2 separate regions of the Anas platyrhynchos genome follow, and region 2 is linked to region 1. Evidence: chromatin contacts called from public Hi-C data. All regions are on one chromosome and are shown on one strand. Each heading gives the region's core, a stretch centred on a gene start, on an enhancer-like site or on the middle of the called end of the contact. The rest is flanking DNA. Distances are from core to core; before and after follow the strand shown.

The links. A called contact is a pair of places that touch in the nucleus more often than the background predicts.
Region 2: a contact with region 1 is called in a Hi-C map of skeletal muscle, with 2.2 times the contacts expected there. The contact joins two enhancer-like sites. A contact is called at or near these places in 2 of 8 Hi-C or Micro-C datasets (liver and skeletal muscle).

The regions. Positions count from the first base shown.
Region 1 is chr1:124,848,473-124,854,749 of IASCAAS_PekinDuck_T2T, forward strand. AGPAT3 (1-acylglycerol-3-phosphate O-acyltransferase 3) reads right to left here. Exons shown (of 10, transcript XM_072028185.1): 8 at 4,721-4,796; 9 at 2,395-2,593; 10 at 1-1,915. The coding sequence ends at 1,827. Among named protein-coding and RNA genes, the nearest start is that of TRAPPC10, 23 kb to the left of the region's middle. Within about 2 kb of position 3,114, at least 1 of the 8 cell types and tissues checked has an H3K27ac peak or open chromatin away from gene starts, as enhancers often do.
Region 2 is chr1:124,974,459-124,980,708 of IASCAAS_PekinDuck_T2T, forward strand. All of the region lies in intron 1 of LOC110351498 (a long non-coding RNA gene), which reads right to left. Among named protein-coding and RNA genes, the nearest start is that of AGPAT3, 43 kb to the left of the region's middle. Within about 2 kb of position 4,118, at least 1 of the 8 cell types and tissues checked has an H3K27ac peak or open chromatin away from gene starts, as enhancers often do.

The DNA of each region.
Region 1 (6,277 bases), core at 1,864-4,363:
ACAGACAACACGGGTCATCCTTCAAATCATTCTGTTGGAAAGACCACTAATAAAAATCAAGTGCATGACAGAACAGTGACTAATGATCCACAGTAAAATATTTTTCCAAGTTACAAAATTGCTCTTCTAGACAGAAAAACCTGTGGGAGAAGAGGTTACATTCTAACAGAGTAAATATGAAAAGAAGGTAGATGATTACTCTTATTGTGATTGCTAGAGCAAAGACGAAAAATAACAATTGGTGCTCTGATAAGATCTGCTGTTTGCAAAAGTGAGATAAATATTCTAAGTGGCAGCTAAAATAGCAGACCTCAAGGGTTGGCTTCTGCCCTCAGCTGTAGGATCTGCAACCCATTTCACCAACTTCTGAATATAGCCAAATGCAGATTTTGGCCTTCAGACAAACATATAAGTAGCTCCCACCTACTTGAGAATAATTCCGCAGCAGTGCATACAGCAGCGATCTGCAAAAATCTTAGAATGTGCGTTTATGAAAAAATAAGAGGTACAGCCATGATTCTGATCTCTATTTTAGTGAAAAAATCCAAAGGACAACAAGCAAAACTAAAGATATTTAAATCCCTGAAGAGACCCCACACTCATTCTAATGCTTAACAGCACAACTCACCTTGCAATATTCTTCACATTAATATCTATAACACGACCAAGTAGAAAGTGCAGCACACCCTACCATTACAGCACACAGGGTAAGATCCTGGCCCCCACTGGAATCAATGTCAAAACTCCCACCAGAAGTTCAAGAGATACCGGTGTTTGGAATCTGATTGCTACAGACCTCTCCTTTCAGAATGTTTGTAATATACAACATTTTGAAAACTATTGTGCTAGTTTCTGCTGTTATCCCCCAGTTTACTGAGGGATCTTGGTTGAACTGGACTTTGGTGATGACAGACGTGAACAGAAATAAAAGGAAAAAAAACATCAGGACAATTGAATAAATTTCCTTCTTTGCACAACTCCAAATCCCACGGTCAAAATTAATTCAGGAAACAAAACAAACGCAAACAGATTCAAAATTACATACATACACAATGTGAAACGGGGCTAACAACACTCAAGACTGAGGTAATACTTAGAAATTAAACAGCCTTGAGCAATTGGCAGGAGATATGATGATAATTTTATACTCTTTTAATACTAGTGGATCTGTTCTACGTCACGTGCTGATCAGTAACGCCCTGCTTCCAAACTCCATTGTGTTCTCTTGTATTATAGAAGTTTTAAGATGTTGCCTGAAAATAAAACGTATCAGTGTAACATACAAATAGGATTTAATCTGTAGCCATGAAAACACAACCTTTCCAAAGAGACTAATCCAGTGAACATCTATAATTAATTAAAGAATGGTTTTTTCCTGGATCATTAATAAAAAAGTTGAAAATCAACAAACGCAATGTTGGCTTTAGCAAGAGGAAACATTCAATGGCTCCTGTTGTAAAAGTGAGTGTAGTGCTCTTGACAGAAACCAGTGTATTCAGTCATCTGACGATGCACATGGCCATGCCCAATGACCTCTCTTCTCCCCCCACCCATGGACCCCCAACAAAGCAAGAAAAATTAATTTCCTCCTCCCCCCCACCCCAGATTTTCTCCCATAGTTTGACTACAGTAATCCTTAAACAGGCAGAAAGTTGATGCGTTCTTTTCAGTTGATGCCTCCAAATTCTTCATTCTTGGCTCAAGTTTTATTCATTAATATTAGTCATCAGTTATTAAGAAAAAGATAGTTTCTAAGTGTTTGTTTTTTTAACTGAAGTTAATCAGGTACCATAGTCTGGTTATATGTGCTGAACTGCAGCTGTCAGTTATTCCTTTTTCTTGAATTCTTGGTTGCCGTAGCTGGAGCCTTTTTCTATTTCAGTTACTCCTATCAGTCTACGAACTCCAAAGGAAGCTTTAAAACACAACAGAGAAAAGGGAGACATATTAAAACCAGTTCAAGGATATAGGAAGTTACATGTAAACACACAAGAAGAGTTATAAGTTATTGAAAGCCTGAAGTCAGTAGCAATTACAAAATGCTGCTTTTCAGCTGTGCACTGCATGAAGCTGCATATGAACTTTAATTTTATTTTTAATTTTTTAAGTATCACAAACAAGGTGCACAGTCAGTATTTTCTCCTTTAGGCACCAAAGCAATGGGCTACAAGACCCACTTGCTATTGATTGCTACAGATACTGCCTAAAATATGAAGGCAAGTCTGCCTGGATTAATGCTTTTCAAGTGATAAAAATGCTATATAAGATAAAAAGACTACATAATGAGCCCCAAGTACTCTTCTGCATGTCCCATTGATATTCATTAATACACAGAACTTAAAGCTAACGGATCCTGTTACACGTTACTATACTTAACATCTCTGCTTTTATTACCTGCTCCAACAAATCCCAGGAATGCAAGGATAAGAAGAGGTGATCCACTTGCAAAAACTCCAAAGCCAAACGTGAAGAGAGGCGAGAGGAGAACTGTGGCCCAGAAAAGAAAGTTTAGGAGAGTCCATGGTCTCCTAGGAGGTTTAAACTGCTGGCCAGGAAATACGCCTTCCTGATTATACATCTCTTGCAAAGCATCCTGAGAGAAAGAAGACAGATGAAAAAACATTCATGATGTTTGCATTAAGCAATCCAAGACTAGTCAACTCCAGAACAACATCAAGGATGTCATCTGTGGTAAATGTCTGTCAAGACTACATGGCATCCATTTCCATCTGCTGTTTTTGCATTTTTGCTGTTTGGGCATTTCTGTTGGCTGCCAAGGCTACTGTACTAGTCCTTTGAAGGCCATGTTGGTCACAATAAAAACTGAAACAATATTATCCTTTCCACTACCAAATATGTTCATCTGCTCTCTTAATTTCTCAGGAATTTAGGGCAGTGTCAGGCCAGGGGTCAATTCAGACAATACTTGCCTTTTTGCTGGATGTTTTTCTTCCTGTTTTTACTTACTAAATCATGTTGACTTTTCTGGAAGTCACAGCAGAAAAGTGCTACATATACAACTAAAAGAAGGCAAAGCACAAGCTGACCAGCTTAGACAGCACTGTACATAACCACAAAACTTCAACAGAGCAGTTGCATTCTCAACTGAGCCTGCAGACAGATGCAATCACAAAACAACTAACAGGAAGGAGTGGCATGCCCATATTCCCCCTCCGGTTTGTATGACTGCTCTGTGAGATTTCCAAGCCATTACCAAGGATGGTTCAGGTTAGGCTATTTCTTTTTTTTTTTTTTTTCCTCTACTTAAGCTGTTTTCTTTTAACTTCCCTTATGATGGGGCTGAGAAGCTCAAGGCATTTCTTGCCAATAACACAGCCTTTTGAGGACGTACCTACTGTACAGGAGCACTGTACACTGCATCGATTTCAAGGATTCCAGTTACAACATATTGCTCCCACCATAAGATCAATATATACAATACCCATATATATAAATAATACCTCCCCTGACAACACCTCTCGCCGAAGTTGAATGAAGTACAGCAAACATCAGCAAGGAACACCGAGACCTCCATTTGCAAGCACAGCAGAGCACTGTGCCCAAGGAACAGAGCCAAGCAGAGTGGATGCTCTGGGCTGCACCTGTATTTACTGCTTAACAAAGAAACTGAGGAAGAAGGGCCCTCAACAACGCATCTTGATGTTTGCTCCTCAAACCACACAATTTCAGAAGGAATTCTCACCTCTGTGAGTCTCTTCGAAGACAAGGGAGTTAGATAAAGGCACATACATGATAGCAGGAGACAGGATTCAAGTGTCTTTTTTTCTTTTTTAAGCTCTCTAATCCTGTATTACACTGACTCACAAGCCAGTTTGATAGCCCTGCCGAAGGGAGGTGTGGTACTAGGGGGGCATATGGATGATGGTCGCTACTGCTCTTTGTAAGGTAACTTCTCTCCACTTGAATCACATTAGAGTTTAGGTATTCAAACAAATTAGGTTAAAATGAACAAAATGAAACTTCCAGACCCTTATAACTTGCTGCCTACATTTTCCCTCACAGAAGAGTAAGATACACATTTGAAGCTCAACAATCTACCAATTAGAGCTGGGCAAAGCAAATTACAGTTCTCTCTTCCTCCCCACAGGACTGTTCAAGTCTGCAGTCAAGAAAGTAACCATCTAACAGAATAAAAGAAAAATGAGAGAAACCTTTAAGCCCTCCAAAGGCCCGCTGGCCTTGTGGTACATCAGTCCCTGGCAGCAGATCTCTGGGACTATCTGTACTGTGTCACAGACCACTGCACTGGTATCACATGAAGGCAGGAGGAAAGCAACATGAAAGCAAAGGACAATTACGGCAAAGAGCCTCGAGTGGCTGCCCCAACATACAGTTCTTGAGTACGTAAAAACGTCACAGGGAATATGGAGCTTTTAGAAGTGTATGACAGAGATCTGGGAGATGAAGAACATAAGGAGATGGTAGATTGCTATTAGTCTTCACAACTCAGCCTCAACTCTGAATCCCATTGTGCTTCCCAGCAATTTGAGGCCTACTCACTAGCCATCCCTCTGTGGCCAAGGGGCTCCCTTACAGCTCGTCTGCAATGTTCCTTCCAGCAGTCTGAAGGATGGCTGCCAAATTATTTACAATATTTTCATCTCTTCTCTCCCCTCAGAGGAATGGTGGGCATTTCTCAGTTCCTTAACACACTTCCCTAGAAGTCCTGAAAGGGAGAAAAGAAAGCAAAGCCATTTACCTTTTCTTGGTAAAGCTTATGAAGCCAGTTTGCAGCTTCCTTTTCATCTTGAGGGATATCTTCCAGAGGAAATCTCCTAGTTTAGTAGAGAGATTAAAAAAAAAAAAGAAAAAGAATTAAGCCAAAATCTAGGTGCTTGACTTTAGACCTCTATGAGGGAAGACTTCCCATTTAATAAAGGGCACAAACTAGAAGTAATACTGTCACCAATGGCAGAGCTCTGAAGTGCAGAAGAACTGGGACTTTAATAACCCCTGATCCTCTGCCAAAAACACAGATTCCTAAGTCAAACTGTATCAGCATCCATCAATTTTAGAGCACATTAGTTAAGTAAGCATTTCCTATTAAAACGCTATTGCCCTCTCACTGGAACCACCACTGTTTGATTTCCAGTGAGCTCAGAATGAAGCACCCAGAGCTGGAAAAAGTCAAGCAAAAGTGACAAAACCCAGGATAACTGTTTGTTACATTCTGCTAATGAGGGGAAAAAATGAAGAAATGAGAGGTGGGTGGTTAAAAATTCACTGTGTACCAACTCTAAGGAAAACATCTTCTACAGAGGCTGCATTTCTTCTCTCCCTCTGCCTCTCTGGCCATACAGGTAGAGACAGAGTTCTGAGTGCACAGGAAAATCATGCCCAGCTCTGGGTACTGACCTGACCTCACTGAGCACAGGCGCCTTTTAAGATTCTCTTTCTAGTTGTGAAGAGTCAACTTATTTTCCTGCATTCTTTCATGTTCTGATATGTGAGCATGTTAATGGCATGTCTGTGGTGTCTCCTTTCTCAGTGGCACACAACTCCACATCCTGGATCAACTCAGAAAGAAGTTGCTTGGTTTGTATAGGGCAGGCACACACACCTCCTACCCTCAAGCTGAAACATTTTGTTAACATTCATACATTGGCATCAGGCCCCTCTTCCAGCAGGGCAGGCAGTAAAAACATAACTCTGGCTTTTAGGAGAGCTACAGACACAGTGATCCCACAGACAACTTATCTGGTGTTGTTCAACCAGGGAATATGTTTCCACAGTGCAAGTTAAAGCCTTTGAGTCAGCAGCAGCAGAAGGAAGATATTCTAATGCACTTTTAATAGCTTCTGCATCCTATAAACAAATCGAAAACTAGGTTTTACAGATTTCTTTCTAATAGCTCTAACAGGAGGAGATTCTCAATTAATATAAACAATGCTCAACAAAAGCTCAGTAAAAAAAGCTCATTTGCTGAAAGCTCTCTGCTAAAATCGTTACTGTACTGGTACCACCACTAGAGGGTACTCACAGCAACAACATTTACTAATTTAGCTAATCAGTTTCTCTGGAGCCTGTCAGGAGAAAGACTGGATCATCCCCAGGGAGCTAAGCTTCTTACCTCTACACAGTTAGCTTCATACGCATATATGAAGAACAAGAGCTTACATGCTTCCTTTCTCTACCTAAGCCAAGTCTGCTGGCACATCAAGGACATGCTTAATTTTCAGCAAGAAGACTGTAAAAATAGTTGTTGTTTTTTTTTTTTTTATAATGGTTTCCTCCCTGATACAGTGCGGAAGCTTCA
Region 2 (6,250 bases), core at 2,868-5,367, 130 kb after region 1:
AAACTGTGAGGGAGGGGGCAGCCTTTGATTGATGTATATTTTAAATGTTAGCCTTTGCTCCAGTTGAACCCACAACCAGTTAATGGCAGCCCCCATCCTCAGCTGAAGAGCCCCTACTGAAAGCTTCAAGACCCTCTTTTCCCCATAAGAGGGATACATCATTGTCTCTAAATCATTTATTTAATGGACCTAAGAGGAAAGGCTTGGTTTTTCAGCACTGAGTAAAGCAGAGCACTACTCGACTTTTGGATTGATCTGTCTTCCTAGTCTTTTTTTTATCATTATGTGTTTTGACTGAGGCACTCAAGTTACTCCAGTTGTGAGAAGAAACAGAACAGCATCCCAGGAATTTGCTGTCAGCTTGTTCGTTAACAAGACCACACAAAGCCCTGCTCTCCCAGAGAAATCCCAAGCTAAATCCCTTCTAGCCAGCCTCCATCAAACTCTTTCACAAACTCATGTGAGCATGCTTACACATCCAATGCCCCAAGTAATATTCAGCTAAAAAAATATAAAAAAATTATCCAAAGCACTGGATTCCCGAGCATTTGTCTTTGGTAAGCCCATAATGCTGACCAAAACCAGTTTTGCACAGTAAGCTCTGAAGAGCAGCATTTGAATTGAGTCAGGAAGGTGTTCAATCTGTAGTAATGCTTTGAAGACGAAAGGTCTCAGCTCTCCTCCGTCCTTCTCTGTTAATGAGCACATGCATCAAGAGGCAGAGCGGTGGCCTGTGCTACCTGCCAAACTGATTGCTGCTGCTAATGAGCAGCCCTGATTAAAAGCTGTTTGTTTCTGTCCATAGCAGTACTCTTAAGGAAGATCCTGTAGTAAATTAGGTTGTTAGTGAAATGATCATTAGAGTGTGTAGGTTGTTAGAGTCTGTTTGAAAGCTGCTATAATAGGGGTAGAGTTGAAAGTGCTTTTAATTAATTTAGGGTCAAATAGTCCCTGGGATGTGGAAGTGATCTGTCACTATCTCCCCCAAATTATGCATCCAAGAAAAGGGCAAGAGCGGCATCAGGACTGATCAGACAGCAAACGGCAGGAGGTAATTAGCTGCCCCAAATCTGAAGAAGAGGCAGCAGAGAGCATCATGCACGTTCACATGAGGGCAGGAGGTATACAGGCGGTGACAGATGGGCTGCCTCTGCTCAGGCCACCACAGGCTCTGAGGTTCAAAGCACATGAGTAACATTCAGAGTGCCAAACACCTCCCAAGGGCTGGATCGGGCTTGGACCAGCCCCTTGCAGTAGTAAGAGCAGTATGAAACAAGAGACATAAAGCAATAATGAGCTGCACACCTTGTATCTGTAGGCACAGCGTAGATCTAAGGAGCATGGACAGCAGTAGTGGGGAGTCGTGCAAAACAAATCCAAAGCTTTAGAAAGCAGTCGGTGTGGGAGGTATCTCCAGTGAGTTGAAAACTATCAAGGAAATGGTGGAGAGGAGTACCACCTGCCCCTGGCTGCCCAGGATGAGCCCTTCATGGTAGAGTTGTAGCTCACCCCACAGACTGTCCCCAGTACTGCCCGTAGCACTGGTGTGAGTGAGGGAACCTTCTGCCTGCAAGAGAGCCAGGTAAGGGAGGTGTTTAATCACACAGAATCACCTTTTCTAGGTTGGAAGAGACCTCAAGATCATCGAGTCCAACCTCTGACCTAACACTAAGAGTCCCCACTAAACCATATCCCTAAGCTCTACATGGCTGGACCTAAAGATCTTAGAGGTCTTTTCCAACATGACTGCGATTCTATGATTGATTCTACTGAGCTCCCTAGGCATGCAAGGGAGAGAAAGCAGAAAAACAGGGGCTGAAACTGACCCTTCGTTTCTAAGGATGGCCAACACAGTCCCACCTTGGCCATGCTGGTCTGGTGCTCTGAGTTGGTATGGACTCCAGAAAAGCTCTTCGTGCACCATGTATGTTTGAGGTCTGAGGGCAGTGTGATTAAAATGCATAGATTTTGACAGATCTGAAGGAGGTGGGTAGCTGTATATCGTGACATAGCCATGAGCTACAAGGGAGGAGTCTGGGAGCCTGCCTGAATGCTTAGCAGAGCATCGTGTTGAAGGGATTTACTTGCCTTGCACTAGTTATCTGGATATGTTTATAAGTTCCCTGCAATGGCTAGATAGTTGCAGGAAGCATCTAAGACCTTAAGAAATGCATCTATAAAACCAGATGCTTGGTTAATGAGGTTTTCGAGAAGTCCAGCTAACAGTTATTGAACAGATAACAAGTTTAATATTGAAGAGCACCAGTAACCAATTTATTTCTTTAATAAACTGTTACTAAATTAGAATTTCCCATTGCTTTTCTCTGTTCTTTAACTCAAAGTCACAAGAGGGGAAAAAAAATAATGAAAGCAGATCACAACACCTTTGCACGTCTCAGTTTTCAGTATGAATGCAAAGCAGGGAAGCGAGGAGGGAGAACAAGCAAGCATTGCAGGATTTGAAGCAGAATGAGGGGTGACTAGACACAGAGGAAAATATGTGGAACAGATCAAATAAGACACTGCAGGAAACTTATCAAAGTATTACAAAATTACAGTAGGTTGGGTAATGGTGACTCATGGAGAGCAAGATCTGACTGCTCCTAAAGGGAATTACCAGCGGATGGAAAGAAATACATCCTCCAAAGACAAAGCTGGTGGCACAGGGCAAGGAGTCCAGAGGGTGGGAGACCTGGGCAGTGCTGGGCTGAGCAGCAGAGGCAAAGGTTCCCCATCGAGTTTCCCATAAAGGATGTGATTTCAGCCTGGCAAAAGGAGGTAAACACAGGTCTTGGGGCTCCTCATCATATTTTCTTCTGTGGATGGCTGGGGTGTGAGACGGCCAGAGCCAGGAATAGTTTGACAGGAACGTCTGGCAGTTTGGTGGGGCCTCAAACAGTGAGAGGGTGGGTCAAATCAAGAGGGGAGGAGGCTCTTGTGGAGGCCGGTTTAACTTACGACTTTTCCAGGAGAGACAGAAACCAGTGCCAAACACTGGGCAGGGAGCAGTCTGAGGTGAAAATAGGTAGACCTCAGCCCCCCTTGGTCAATGTTCACCTCTCTTTCAATAAAATATAATAATTTAAAAATATGCTAAACTCATGACATGAACTACATACAAAACATCACCTTTTTTTTTTGTTTTGTTTAGAAAAGCAAATGTTAATAGTAAGCAACAAGGAAGAGAGCTGGTGGGGACAGAGTTACTACTATGAAAGCATCTTGGAGAACCAGGGAGGTTCATCAGTGTGCCATCAATAGAAGTGTTTGTTGCATGAGTGTGAGGGAGCAAGGCTGCAGAGCATTGATACCTTCAAGTGGTATTGCTAAATAACCTTGCAGAGGAATACTCCACATTCCTTCTCTGTCTTTTCAATGACCCTATGTGGCGAGTACCAGGTGGTTTTTGGAAGGAGGAATTTGACCCTAAGCTACAAAAAAACAACATGCACCATGAACAACTCTGCTTTGCATTTCTTTAAGACCACTGGGCTTCAATTCCCAAGTTATTGTTTAGCTTGTCCCTGGCTCCTGGACCAGCACAGGGCAAAAAGCACCCTTCACCTCAATGCACACCACAAGAGTTCAGCGAGGTTTTGCTCCAGTCCCAAGGTCAGCATGAAACTGCTCCTGAACCACTTCTGTGTCTTTGAAAGTTTACTTAAACGGGGCACCGTGTCAGTAGGCTAGTCTGGAGGGGGTGAAGAGCTTTCCAGACCTGATAGCCCTCGGGGGATGGAATAACAGAGATTTCTACCCACTGGGCATCTCTTGGAAAACACGTTAGCAGAATTGCTGGCTATAGCTGAAACACTTTCAAGGGGCAGTGCTGGAGGTACCCTGCACATGCATGTACAGGCATTGTAGCCTTACAGCTCTTGCCTGCTCCATCCCCCCTCTCCAGGGCTTATGAAAGATTTCCCCAGGCTGATTCCACAGTCCTGAGGTGGAATTAGAGCCTTCAAGAAAAAGGCAAAGAAAACCCCAGTCCTTTAAAAGTGAATTAAGACCAAAATCAATTTATAATCATGAAGGTCATGGGTTAATGCCTTGGATTATGAGTCACTTCATTTTGAAATGGAAACCACCATACAGTTCCTCTCTTTCAGCCTTGCCTTGGCTCTTTGCAAGCCCACACAGAGTGTCAGCTAATTAAAACCACGTTTTAAGATGAAAAAAAGGGTTAAAAGACCCTCCAAAAGCCAAGATCCTTCTTCCTTCCCTGCTACACTTCAGCTCCAGCATTGAGCACAGCATGTGGGGCCACACGGTGCCCTGAAGGTCAGCACTTCAGGACAAGGTTCACGAACTGCTGAACTACAATCTGAATTTCTTGACTGCACAGCACCCTCGAGACCTGTGTTCCTGGACTGCCACAGCAGGCACCACATGAGTTTCGGGGTTTCCCATGTGGGATGCACCTTCAGACAATTAAACACATGCTCTACTCATCAAGGTTTTATTTGATAGAGAGCTCACTCAAGTGAATTTTTTGCAAAGGACAGAAGGGGGAGCCTTTTACTTTATCATAATCTGTCCTGTTTTTCTGCATGTCTATTATAACAACAACTTGCTATTTTTAGATGAATTTTGTGTAGTCTTGGGCAGTCAGCTAGCTAGAGCCCTTTCAGTTTGTTTTTCCCCTTGCTCTCCAGGGCTGACAGAAGACCAAAGGATGAGAAGGGTTTATCAGTATCAGCTCAACGTGACTATGCTGCTCTAATGATAACTCGAGAGTAAACCCTGGGCCCAGTCACGCTAAGTTTTAAAGCGTTTAGATTATCACTTGTGCTTGTTCACTTAAAATGTGCATTCACCACAGATTAACGAAAGTTAAGCAGTAACCAAACTGCAATAAAATCACTCCGCTTGGTCCACAGCCAAACCCTTTTTCTTCTGAGGTACAGGGGTCTCTTAGGGAGATTTGCTGCACATTGATTCCACGAGGGGACAAATGCGTACCTATACACACACATCACTGAGGTACATGAGCATCCCAGAATCATTTGTACAGCTATGAGAGACAAAATATACTCATTCCATGGAAAATTGGAGGCCGCAGAGTTATTAAAGGAGAGCAAGAGGTGGTTAAAACACACACACACACACACACCCTGCTCATATTAATGACAACCAGCTGGGCACAGCAGCACAGAGAAATCATTGCCAGCAGGTTGGTCCAGCTTAGCCTCAGCCCCATGCCAGCCCATCTTCCTTCAGTTTGCTGTTCAGGTGAGGTAGATTTGAATACTTGTGGTACCTCTGCACAGCCACGCCAGTGCCAAATCCAAACAGCAAGGACCGGCCAGGAGCCTCTGTCCCACAGCAGGCAGACAACATGTGCTCGGCTTGGTCCTGCTGGGTTCACAGAGTCATAGACTCACAGAACCACAGCCTGGTTTGGGTTGGAAGGGACCTTAAAGACCACCTGGTTCCGCCCCCCTGCCATGGGCAGGGACACCTCCCCCCAGCCCAGGCTGCCCAAAGCCCCATCCAGCCTGGCCTTGAGCACCTCCAGGGATGGGGCACCCACAGCTTCTCTGGGCAGCCTGTGCCAGGGCCCGACCACCCTCAGAGTTCCCTGCATGCTGCAGCTGTGGCTAGCCATAAAATAGGTCTGGAGGTGATATTGGTGTCTGGAGAAAGCCCAGACACATTAGTGACAGGGGAGGTTGGTGTGGGCTTTTGTTCTTTCACAGACTGAAGGTAGGAGGATAATGCCTGAGCAAGTGCACTGTGATGCCACCAAAGATGAGCAAAGCCAGGATTTCCTTGAGAAAACAGGCTCACTCATGGGCTCCAAAATAAGGAGGGGGAGGGATAGTACCCCAGGCATGCCACAGCACCCCCAACTCCACCCCACTGACTGCCACATTTGCCCACCTGCTTGCAAGTCCCTCATATCTGTGACATTCAACTGCTTCACACACAAGTGAGTTTACCTCACAGCTCTTCTTTACAAGACAGAAATGTTATTCCCTTGTCTACAGGGGCAGAAGTATGGGGGCACAGAGATAGCACTGACTGTGGAAGGTCACGTTTTACTTTCACTGGACCAGGACACTCTGCCTCTTTTCAGGAAGGATCCTGAAGAGCCTCCCATCACATCCGGGAGGCTGTGTGGTAGCTCATAGACATGCTTAGTTTTGTGACAGGGAAGAACCATTAACTTCTTGTGGGACTACTCATCAGCTTCAGTTCAAGCACCACCTGTTCATGTTTATGAGACTTTGGGAGGTTAGATGGGGAT